2 separate regions of the Macaca mulatta genome follow, and region 1 is linked to region 2. A link is a contact called in public Hi-C data. All regions are on one chromosome and are shown on one strand. The core of a region is the stretch at or near the end of the contact, and the rest is flanking DNA. Distances in the headings are between cores, read along the strand shown. Region 1 has its middle 360 kb from the start of PIK3C3. Region 2 holds the start of SYT4 (synaptotagmin 4).

Region 1 (5,500 bases), core at 2,001-4,500, 990 kb after region 2:
TTACCCATCTGTGATATTTTGCTATAGCAGCACAAACATTAGAGTGTGTTGTAAATTTTAAAGCTTCATATTTCCCTCCTGCTTCAACATCCACACAAATAGGCTTTGAGCACCCTGCTCCAGTGACCACATGCATCATGTGATAAGGTTACACTCTGCCACCAGTTCCCCTTCTTGCCCTCCCTGGACTGAGTCCTAGTAACATTCGGAAACACAAATGAAATCCCCTTGCACATTTTTACTTGTGTGTTCCAGCCTGATCTCCAATGAGGCATCTGCCCATGGGTTTTCTCATGCATGTACATGTGTATATGAGTATTGTAGAGTTCATGTTTAGCAGGGGGTGTGGGGTGTGAGACTGGTTGAATTCTCTGGAAGCAGAGAATTCATATAGAGCAACATGGGCAATTGATTGCTTGTAGGTCAATCATCAAATAAGGATTTGGAGTACCTTGGGATCGATCTAATTCTCTCATTAAGATTACTGTAATAACCAGCTCACTAAACAGTCAATATGGTTATTTCATCCATCTTAATGACCCAATCAAATAAACTCTTGGGAGATCGTCAACACTAACTCCAGAGGGAAAAACTCATGCAGATATAACAGCAGCTTTTGTTGAGCACTCCCAATTTAAAAATGGACTAAGTCACAAAGAGATCCCTAGAGGAATGAGAATTGGTCATTTGCTGTTTATAAATCAAGATCCTAAGGGCTATATCTTAATGAAGAAAATGAGAGCATTATAATTTTTAATAAATGAACTAAGGTAGGAATAAGAAAAATATACATAAAGGATCTTGGATCAGGGCAGTAATTTCATGTCGCAGAAGTATGAAAAGGTAAGAGACAGTTACAAAGCAGAGCAGAAGAGCAAACTGATGTGGCAAAAGGACGGTCAAAGACATGATGCCTTGATCAATGATCAATAGTTCAGACCCTAACAACGTAGCAAAATTTCAATAAATGTTGACTATGCTGTCAATATTCATGATGGTGGTGATGATGATTTTGATGACAACAGTAATGGGGTCTGACAAAACAATAATAGTCAAGAAAGATTAATGGTAGAAATGATGAAAACAGAGGTCTGAGAAAGTTTCTATTAATGAATATAAAATTGGAAATGAAGGTAGCCAACCTGTGAAGCAGTCTTAATAGAGTGATGGTTATAAATACATAAAGGAAAAAGCAATGGTGGGGAGAGGACAAGCCCAGGGACGCTCGCCTCAGTAAAGGAGCACAAAACGTGCAGTTCCTGTCATAGAAAGACAAAGTAGTCTACTTAGGAAAGGTCTAAAGAGAAGGAGAATGCCTTCCCAGAATTGAGCTCTTGCAATGGGAAGAAGCAATATCAAATTCTTAGTATCAGCATAATAATCCGGAGCTATAGAAAGAACTTTCAAGGATGCAAACTCGGACCCCAATATTTGAACACTATAATACCAGATATAGATATTTGGATACATCAGGACATGAGACTGAGTCTTTTTTTTTCAATTCCATTCCCATTTTTGGCATGTGCAACCCACAACCAGATATAGAAGCTTGTCTTAAATTATCCTAGTATGTTAAACCTAAATATATGTTCTTAGAAGAACTGTGAAATGGATGTTTGGTGACTGAGGAGGGATGGGGGAGTCCCTTCTCTTCTTATCAGCACTAATCAAACCAAATTGTCAGAACTACAGCATTAGTACTTGCATTCATCAGGATAGGATAGGCTATAATGCAGTAACAAACAGCCACAACATTTCAGTTATTTAACATAAAAATTTTTGTTTTGTTGTCTTTCATTTACAAGATGTTCATGTAGCAACTCTGGGGTCCGAATTAGCAGAAGCTCCAGCATGCTGCGTTTCTATTTAAAATCACACAACCTACCCAGATGAGAAAATGGAAGGTCATGCACGAACAATTAAACGTTTAGCCCAGGAAATGACATACAGCACTGTGTTTACATCCCATTCCCAGAAGTAATCCCCGGCCTCACTTATGCAAAAGATATGGGGAAGTTTCATCCTCCCAAACGCGACAGTAGGTTTCAAGCGTTAGCTTGCATCAAAATCACCTTGAGTGCTTGTTAAAACAGATTTTGGGGTCTCACCCTCAGAATTTCTGATTCTGATCAGGGCAACTAATAATTTGCTTTTCTGAAAAGTTTTTGGGCCAGACGTGGTGACTTACACCTGTAATCCCAGCACTTTGGGGGGCCGAGAGGGGCAGATCACTTGAGGTCAGGTGGTCCAGAACAGCCTGGCCAACAGGTGAAATCCTGTCTCTACTGAAAATACAAAAATTAGCCAGGCATGGTGGCAGGTGCCTGTAATCCCAGCTACTTGGGAAGCTGAGAAAGGAGAATCGCTTGAACCTGCGAGGCAGAGGTTACAATGGGCTGAGATCATGCCACTGTATTCCATTCTGGGTGACAGAGAGAGACTCTGTGTCAATAATAATAATAATAAAGGTTCCAGGTGAGGCTGATGCTGCTGTCCTGAGACTTTCCTTTGAGATCCCCTGGTTAGAGCAATAGTTCTCAAGCCCAACTGAACATTCACATCACCTGGACAGCTTATTAAAAAAAGATGCACGCCGAGGTCCCACCCCTAAATATTCTGACTTAATTGGGCATCTAAAAATTCTCCTGTATCACAAGAGTTGCTAGTTCAGAAGAATACAATTTTAAGTATGGTTGTAAGATTTCCATCAAAGTGTTCATATTACAGACGAAAAAACAAGTTCAACATCACACAGTAGGCTAGTGACACCTCCAAATCAAGAAACTGAATACCCTGGATCCCAGGTGGTGCCATGTCCTTTAATGGGTCAGCACACAGAGGAGGCAGTATTTTAAGACCAATTTAGTCCACAAATTTCTTTCCCTCTGCTTAAAATGGTTCGGCCTCTTTCCAGAGGGATGCTGGCTCTCAGTGCAATAGCTGCTGTGCTCAGGGAGGAGAAAGTGGATCCGTCTCCAATTCTCCCACGTGGCTGAGAGCGAGCCTAGGAGCAGCTCTCCTCCCTCCCATTCCTCAACTCTGAGCAGCCCTGCTCTGGCTCCTGACCCAGCCTCACCCAGATTTTGCCTCTGCCCCAGGATCTGCGGGCCAAGTGGTTGATCCGGGAAGACAAGCCCACTTATAAAGAAATAGAAAAGAAAATGAACAAAACTGCTGCCGGTGTGCCCTTTGGTCCCAATTGACTAAATCCAGGCTGCCAGAAGGCAGCGCGAGAAGAATCTCATTTTAAAAAGCAACTGAGGGAGATAAAACGCAGCTACCCAACCATTTTGGATGCGGGTCGTCCTCTGCTCCCATCCCCAACACGAAGGCACAGCGTTCATTCTCCCATCATGAAATTTCACTGAATTCATCAACTCTAAGTAAAAATAAATAAATAAGAGCTGATCTGTCATCCTTTACAGATTTTGACCGATTTAACAGCCATCTGATAAACACGCCCTGCATAACTAACGGCCTCTGGCCTGGCATCTTCCTGTAAAACTGAGAAACATCGCCATCTGCTGGCCATGGAGCCCTGGTGCATGGAAATTTCCAATTCCATTGCCCTCAAGCAGCAGTGTCTGCACAGCAATAGGTCCATGAATTCTGCCAACGGGTTGAAATTCACTGCAAATCATTTAATTTCTTTCACTAAGACAAACTACAAACTATATCATGAAATTCTGTTTAACTTTCTTGTGTTTTATGTATATGCATGAGCTGGATAAGGTGGGGAGGCTTTTTGCATGGTACCTTCCTACTCTTTTTGTTGCCCCTATTTTCTCAAAATTCTCAATGTTGTGCATTTCATAACTCCATTTAACTAACATGAAGTGAGCTTACTCTATGTGCTAAGTTGTCATACCCAAAGAATCAAACGACAGAGACTGAGGAGGGGGGAATTGGGGAACTGAGAGGAAGTCTCATTCTCACATTCTATATTAACTGGACACCTGAGGCTCTGTGGTGGTTTTGACTCCTGTACTTTTTTTTTATTTATTTTTTTGCGATGTGGTCTTCCTTCGTTGCATAGTGTGGTCTCAAACTCCAGCCTCAAGCTATCCTCCCACCTCAGCCTCAAGCAGCTAAATTGCAGGCGTATGCCCCTGTGCTGGGTTTGACTCTCAACATCTTCACGGTGAAACCGACTGTGTTGGACACAGGTTTTCAGCCCAACCACGTTATTTAGACTTAAAAATGCCAAAGAAACATGCTTTTATGGCCTCTTCCACGCTGAATCCTTCTTAGAAAATGGGAAAGAGAGACTCTTGTGACGTAAAAGATGGGGGTTTTGGTTGATGATCTGGGTGTTGATTTCTCCTTCTGCCCTTTCCTCTTCCGGTCCTCAGGTGACACCCACCCAAGCCCATCTCTACACCGTTCATCTACTTGAACAATCCTGACTGACATCTCTGACAGTCCAAAGTAAATTGAATAGTGAAATTTCTCTCACTTTAATGCTTATGCTAGTGGAACTTATTTAAATTTATTTAACATGTACAAAAAGATTAACAGGAAAAGAAAGCAAGGAGGAAGTGTCAACAAAGAGGGCAAGGTATGGAAATGGGTGCTGTTTTTGTATTTGGTGGTGAGACCTGGGGTGAGTGATGGTGCCTGAGCTGATGACGATCATATTTCCTTTAATACTATGGCCATGGACCACCTCTGCATCCAGCCTCACTAGCTGAAAAGCAGCTCTGAGGACCATTCTGACGGTTCTTTCCCCATCCCTGTCTCCACTCCCCAGACCTTCCTAGTTGCATCGGACTATAGGACAAGGACCCCCCCCCCCAATCTGTTATGACTGGGAGTGGAGAAATGGGCAATGAAAGAGAATGTGTAGGTGTAATGCCAGGAACTAGAATGATTTCCTGCCAGTGATGAGCTGTCTTGGAGGCAGCTCTGCCTGCTTTGCCATTCAGCACTGACCCACCATAAAGCCAAAAAGAGGAGGGCTCACTTGGGACATGGAGGTGAGAGTTCAAGCCTGCCCTGGCCCTTATCTGCAGGTAGCGTTAGCTATTCTACTCTCCAAGAAGAGTCATGTGGAAAAACAATGTTTAAATTCCTAAATGATTGAAGAAAGAAGAAAACACAAAGATGAATATGAAGTTGACCAATCAGATCTCTCGAAGAAAAGTAATTTGCCCAGCGTCTCATAGCACACAAGTGGTACAGGGTAGTCTCTGGTCTCTTAGACAACATTTCTCACAATGAACTTTTCCTTTGTCACAAAATAGAGAGGTGCTTCTAGCCATTGGAAAGTTTTTGCCATTGGGGTCACCAATCTTGAGAAGTCCTGGACTTTTTTCCATCACCTTATCTTAGTCTCATAACCCCAGGACCTCCTTTATCTGAATATTTCTGTACATCAGAGAAAAGCAATTAATATCATATAAAATGTTAGAGGATCCAGATTACACATGTACCCTTCGGCATGGAGGACAGGAGCAACTGTAACAATGATCACCAAGAAGAAAGTTCAGGGAAATCAGCT
Region 2 (5,509 bases), core at 2,164-4,663:
TTTTGGGAATTGTTGGTATATAGATCAAGGATATGTCAACTTGGCTTAAAAGACTTCACTAGAGATAGTGCTGTAAGAATTTAAATCAGAAGAAATCCATGAGTGCTGATAAGTCAGAAACTTCATAGTACAAATGAAACTTCAACTGATTCTTAAAGGATAAAGAATTTATAGAGAGATAGAGGGAAACAAAGAATGCAATCTGTGTAAGAATCATAATGAATCCATAGTGAGGGGGGAAAGGTCAATAAGAATAGACTGAATAAGGTAAATGTGATGGCTGTAGAATAGTGTTGACTAGAGTTTGTAGAAAGAACAAGGCAAAATAAATATGTATGTAATTATGATCTGATAAGAATTTTGTCTAGTTCTAGAGAAAAAGCTGTCGATTTCTTCTGCAATGTATATGCCCCATGAAGAAAAAGATCTTTTTTTTTTATTTTGACAAATATAAATCCCTCACTTTGCAAAAATGTAGTGATACATGTCTAATATGTGTTGAAAGAAAATAAAGAAAAGAATGTAAGCTGTATGTATGTATGTATGTATGTATGTATTTATTTGGTGGTTTGGATTCACTGTCATGTGAACTATTAAATGTACATAGTAAATGTTGAATGTGTTAAAGAAAAACAAATGTAGTAAAGGGATTTCTGTGATACGAAATGAGGAGGCATTTGTCTTGCAGTATTTTTACTTGGGTGTGTTTGTAATATAAATCTATTCCATTAGCATTAGAGTCAGCATTCATAATGTAATAATACGGAACATTGAAACAATTATCCATTTCCCGTTATCAGATACTTCAGTCTACTCCACCCACATACCAGTGGGTAAAATGATATTTTAGTAAAATGATATTTTATTACTAATGTAGGTATTACTAAAGATTACTGAAGATCATGGTAATGTTTTCATAACCTTTTGAAATTATATTTTTCTTGGCATGAGTTTCTAAATACATTCACCAATAATATTTTTCAAAGAAGGGAACAGAGAAAATATAGACTGAACTATGCAATTAATAAATAACATAAACAATAATTTAAAAATCAAAATATATACTAAATTAAATTGTTATAAAATAGAACAAAAACAATCATGTAATTAGTCATCAATAGCTTTCAGATTAAACTAAATTGCTTAAAACTAAATTCAAGTGTTCTGTTAATTGTTTCTCAAATTATATATAGACATTTGCAATTGGAAAAGAAAGTAATGTAAAAGTTGAACCACTTTAACAGTGAAAGAATCATTCTGAAGTAAATACTGCCGCCTGCACAGAATGGTCTGTGTTTGCCAAAGCAAGAACTTGTTTGAGGCTGTGTGTTTTGGGTGGTGAAAAAGTGGTTACCTAGCAACAACTCCTCCTCCCAAGTCACCCCTTCTAGAGCAGTATTTTGCACGTCAGTAAATTGGTTACTTGTTTGACGGATCTAAAAAGAATAATTCAATAATGTGGTAGGGTGTGAATCTCAATCATAAAATCTTACAGGTTTTTCTCTGTGTGGGGTCTGTCTACTGCCCACTCCTCATCTGGTGTTGCTAGAAGCTTGTCTAAAGAGACTGAATAATACCTAAAATGCTATTCATCAAATGAAAGTGAAGAAAACTTCAGACATTTAATTAATAACAGTTCTTTTCAGTTTGCTTATAAAGCAAGCAATGAAATAGTTACTTCGTCCACAATAGCATTAGCTCTGGGCAAGAGGTAATCTTATCACGATGCTTCCTCAGATGTCAGACAGCAAAGGATGGAGTGGGTTTCATAGAAATAGAGTTTAAACAATCTGTACAGTTTACAGATAACAGCATTTTACTATCTGAAGGTAAAATTAATGAGATACTAATTTATATAGAACATGCACATAAGGTATTTATATTTACAAAAAATGAACTTAAACATATGTTAGCAATAACTTAGCTAGAAAATATACACTTTAGTAAACATCACACCATGTATTTAGTCCACCTGTGATATGCATCACAAATAAATGCCACTTATTCTTTAACCTAATAGATATTTATTTCTAGGGACAACCCCATCGGGTGGGGTTTCCTCAATTATGCATGCATAATTGAGGTAATCTGAATAAAGCGAAATGATAAAGACACAACCACAGACTCTGCCAGTGGAAAAATTAAATACAGCAAATTAGTTTGTGTGTTTTCATAGCATGAAGATAGAAAGTTTAAAAAAATGTGTCAGAGGAACATTCAAATGCCAAGTATGTGGGAGCAAATAGAATGGCAAAGAAAAAAGACTGGTTTATAAAATTTTCCATGATGCAAAGAACTGAAGCTAATTTCTCCCCAGACAGAGCCTTGATGCTCTGGGTTGCTGCTAGCCAATGTGCAGGGACCTGCCACTTGCACAGTAGCTTTCTGAGACTCACCCTGTATCCCTTCTCCCACATCCCAGCACACACTGAATGTCATTTGCTTATTAACTCCAGAGCAAAGAAATTCTTTGCAGAGCAATAATTGACAGTTGGAGTTACAGCCTGACTTCTTTCCTTTGAAAAATTGCTAAGCATTTGTTTTAGAAAGGCACACTCTTCAGATTCAAATGAATCAGAATCTGACACCATATTTTTCCCAGTTTTTCACCTCGAGAATATCATCAGTTTAGAAAAAGGAATGTTTTCCTTTGAAATAACCAATGCTACCAATGTTACCTCAGATGTTGGCCTGATTATTGGAACTATTTTGTATAAGCATACTAGAAGTCAGGCCTTTTAACCATAAATGTCATTTCAGAAGCAGTCTCATTATATGCAAAAGTCATAACTGAGAGTGAGTCTGAATATCCAAGGAATTATTTCCATCTGTTCCTAAGTGCTTTAACTGGTCAAATGTCAGGTATTAAAGGGAAGAGAACTGACAGATCAGGAAGGATCAACTGTACCAGCAAAATATTTAGACTAATAATTTATTAGAACATAAAGGATTATAGTGGAGAAACTATCTTATGTCAAATGGATCAATTTGTAGTGAATCTTTTCTAAATGTAGTAAGTGTCATATGTATAACATGTCAAAGAAAAAACTAAAAAGCAAGAAAATACGTTTTTGCGTCTTAAAATGAGTCATTTGAACCAGAAATTTCTCCTCTGTAAGTCACGTTATTCTGATAACTCAGAAACACAATTTTATTCATCTAGGTGATCAGGAGATTTTATATTAGGAACTGACAGGGATCAGTTTCGGGGCTCATCTCGGTAAGCCTCTGAGCCCCCACAAAACAGCAAAGCTAATCTCTAGTGGTCCAACAGTTAAAACAATTGATGAGCGTGTGTTGAATCCTCAAGAGAGGAGGGAGGAAGCAAGAAGGAAAGCTTGAAGGGAGGAGGGGAGGGGGGCAGGTGCTGATTTCAGCCCTGTAGCGTCAGGATTGCGTCAATTCGGGTTCCAGCCACGTCTGGAGCTCGGAGACGAGCTTCTCAGAAGAGCCAAAACAGGAACCGAGGTGGCAAATCACTGTGCGAGGGCGAGTGGACCTCCCTCTTTGCCTCCTCCCTGTTCCAGGAGCTGGTCCCCTGGGCTCTGCGCTGTTGTTTTCAGCGCTCGGAAAGCCGGCGCTTCAGATCCAGACAAGTGAATCCAGCCAGGCAGTTTTTTCCTTCAGCACCTCGGACAGAAACACGCAGTAAAAAATGGCTCCGATCACCACCAGCCGGGAAGAATTTGGTAAGCAAGTTACTGAACTTATGACTGCGGTTGTTCCTTGAATATTCTGGGGTGGGCTGTTTATTCATTTATTTTTTCCCTGGTTGTTGAATACAGATTTCCTAGGTAGTTAATTTAAAAGGAAAATGAGAATGGCAGTCAGGTAATTGTGGCTTACTTCTGCAGCTTCTCTCCCTTCCTTGGTATCTCTCTCCTTAAAACTGTCTTCTGTTAGAGAGAATTTACCTTCAAGAAGTTCTTAAATTTTCAGGTACTTCTGTAAATTGCAGCACGCACTGAGTAAAGAAAAAGGGTTTTGTTTTTCCCATGTTGGTTTCATCTATTTTGTAGGTAAATCTATATTTTATTAGGAGAAGCTAAATATATCTCTGGTTACATTGGGACTTGATCTTGGTTAAAGAAAGCAACTTGTCTATTGGGGTTTGGCAATGTATATTTTATTACAGGGTGTTCCATATGGGTGTTTTTGTCTGCTATGTTTTTCTAGTATCTTTGAAATATGTTGCTAGTGAAAGACAGAATCATATGGTAGTAGGGTTAAAGGGAGTTTCAAAATGCACTGGCTCAGCCTATTTCATTTCACTGCTGAGCTAACCTGGAGAGATGAGGGAAGTATTGTGGGTTGCACAATTAGCTGAAAGCTGCTGGAAACTTGAATTAGGGCTCCAATTTTCCCCTTCAGCTTTCCTTTCCTTACACCAAGTTTTTGGTTTCAGTACATAAAATTAGATGCAATTCGTAGGATAAAAAAGTACTATTTTTAGAATCCAATGTATTACAAGTGAAAAAGGTCAGAATTTTACTTACATGTATTTTGTAAATTATGAAATTTCATAGAAGTTTGTGAAGAGGAGTGATATCTACAGATGTATGATAATTGTTATTAAACTGAATAAAATAACCATGATATTGGCTTTCAAGATTATAAGACCTTATCAGTAGAGAATACATAGGGAGTAGATAAGTGTTTCCATGTTATATAAAATGTTTGCCATTTGACATAAATATCAAATAGGGACAATTGATATTATATTCATAAATGAATTTCTTTCCCAGCCTTCCATTTGGGTTATTGGGTTTATTTTGGTATGACGTTTATTCCCAATTCTTCATTTGAAACCTGAATGATTTTCTAAAACGGAGGAATTTTTAGAGACTGTACTAGTGAAAATATGTTCTAGCATGGTCTATCAGTCTACTTATAAAAATGATTTTCTGCTGTTTTTATTGTTTTTACATTGACTAAAGAACTGTCTCAGTTCATGACTTTGCTTTTGCTCCCTAGCTTTGGGTTATTATAGTCCAGGAATGTGGGTGCATTTTTTTTTCCACAAAGACTTGAATAGAAGCAAAAACTGAAAAGCTGGTACTAAGTTTAGCAGATTATCTTTAGCTCTTGCTTTATATTATAGTAGTCACTGTTTCTTTTTTCTACCTAGAGAAGTCAAAGGTTTATTTCATCTTTACATGATTCAGTTTCTATACATTAAAATACAGGATTTTTATTGCGGTTTTATTGGATTTTTTACCTTCTACTTCATTTGTCTTTTCTTAACCTTACATTCTCTGAGTTCAGTTTTATAATTATGAAGTAGATTGGCAGAAGATTTGGGGGGATGGGGAAGGGAAGTAACAAAAGACTGGATTTCTTGTGGTTATTTAGAAAAGTTTTAACCCTTTCTGGGCTGGAACTTATAACTTTATTATTCACTATTTAGGATAAAAAGCATATTGCAATGGAACAAAATGTATATAATATTACATTAGTTGTATTCACTTTGATGATATTAAGCCTTGACTCTATTGATTCACTATGTACC

The links. A called contact is a pair of places that touch in the nucleus more often than the background predicts.
Region 1: a Hi-C map of fetal cortical plate shows a contact between it and region 2, with 5 times the contacts expected there. The contact joins the enhancer-like site here to the promoter of SYT4 in region 2. A contact is called at or near these places in 4 of 14 Hi-C or Micro-C datasets (cortical neurons, fetal cortex germinal zone, fetal cortical plate and 1 more).

Annotation. Positions count from the first base shown.
Region 1 is chr18:50,153,306-50,158,805 of T2T-MMU8v2.0, forward strand. No RefSeq gene overlaps it. Among named protein-coding and RNA genes, the nearest start is that of PIK3C3, 360 kb to the right of the region's middle. Within about 2 kb of position 3,251, at least 15 of the 40 cell types and tissues checked have an H3K27ac peak or open chromatin away from gene starts, as enhancers often do. A contact at or near this core is called in cortical neurons and fetal cortical plate, where this site is marked.
Region 2 is chr18:49,165,837-49,171,345 of T2T-MMU8v2.0, forward strand. It overlaps SYT4 (synaptotagmin 4), which reads left to right and starts at 3,414. Exons shown (of 4, transcript NM_001265986.1): 1 at 3,414-3,689. The coding sequence starts at 3,656.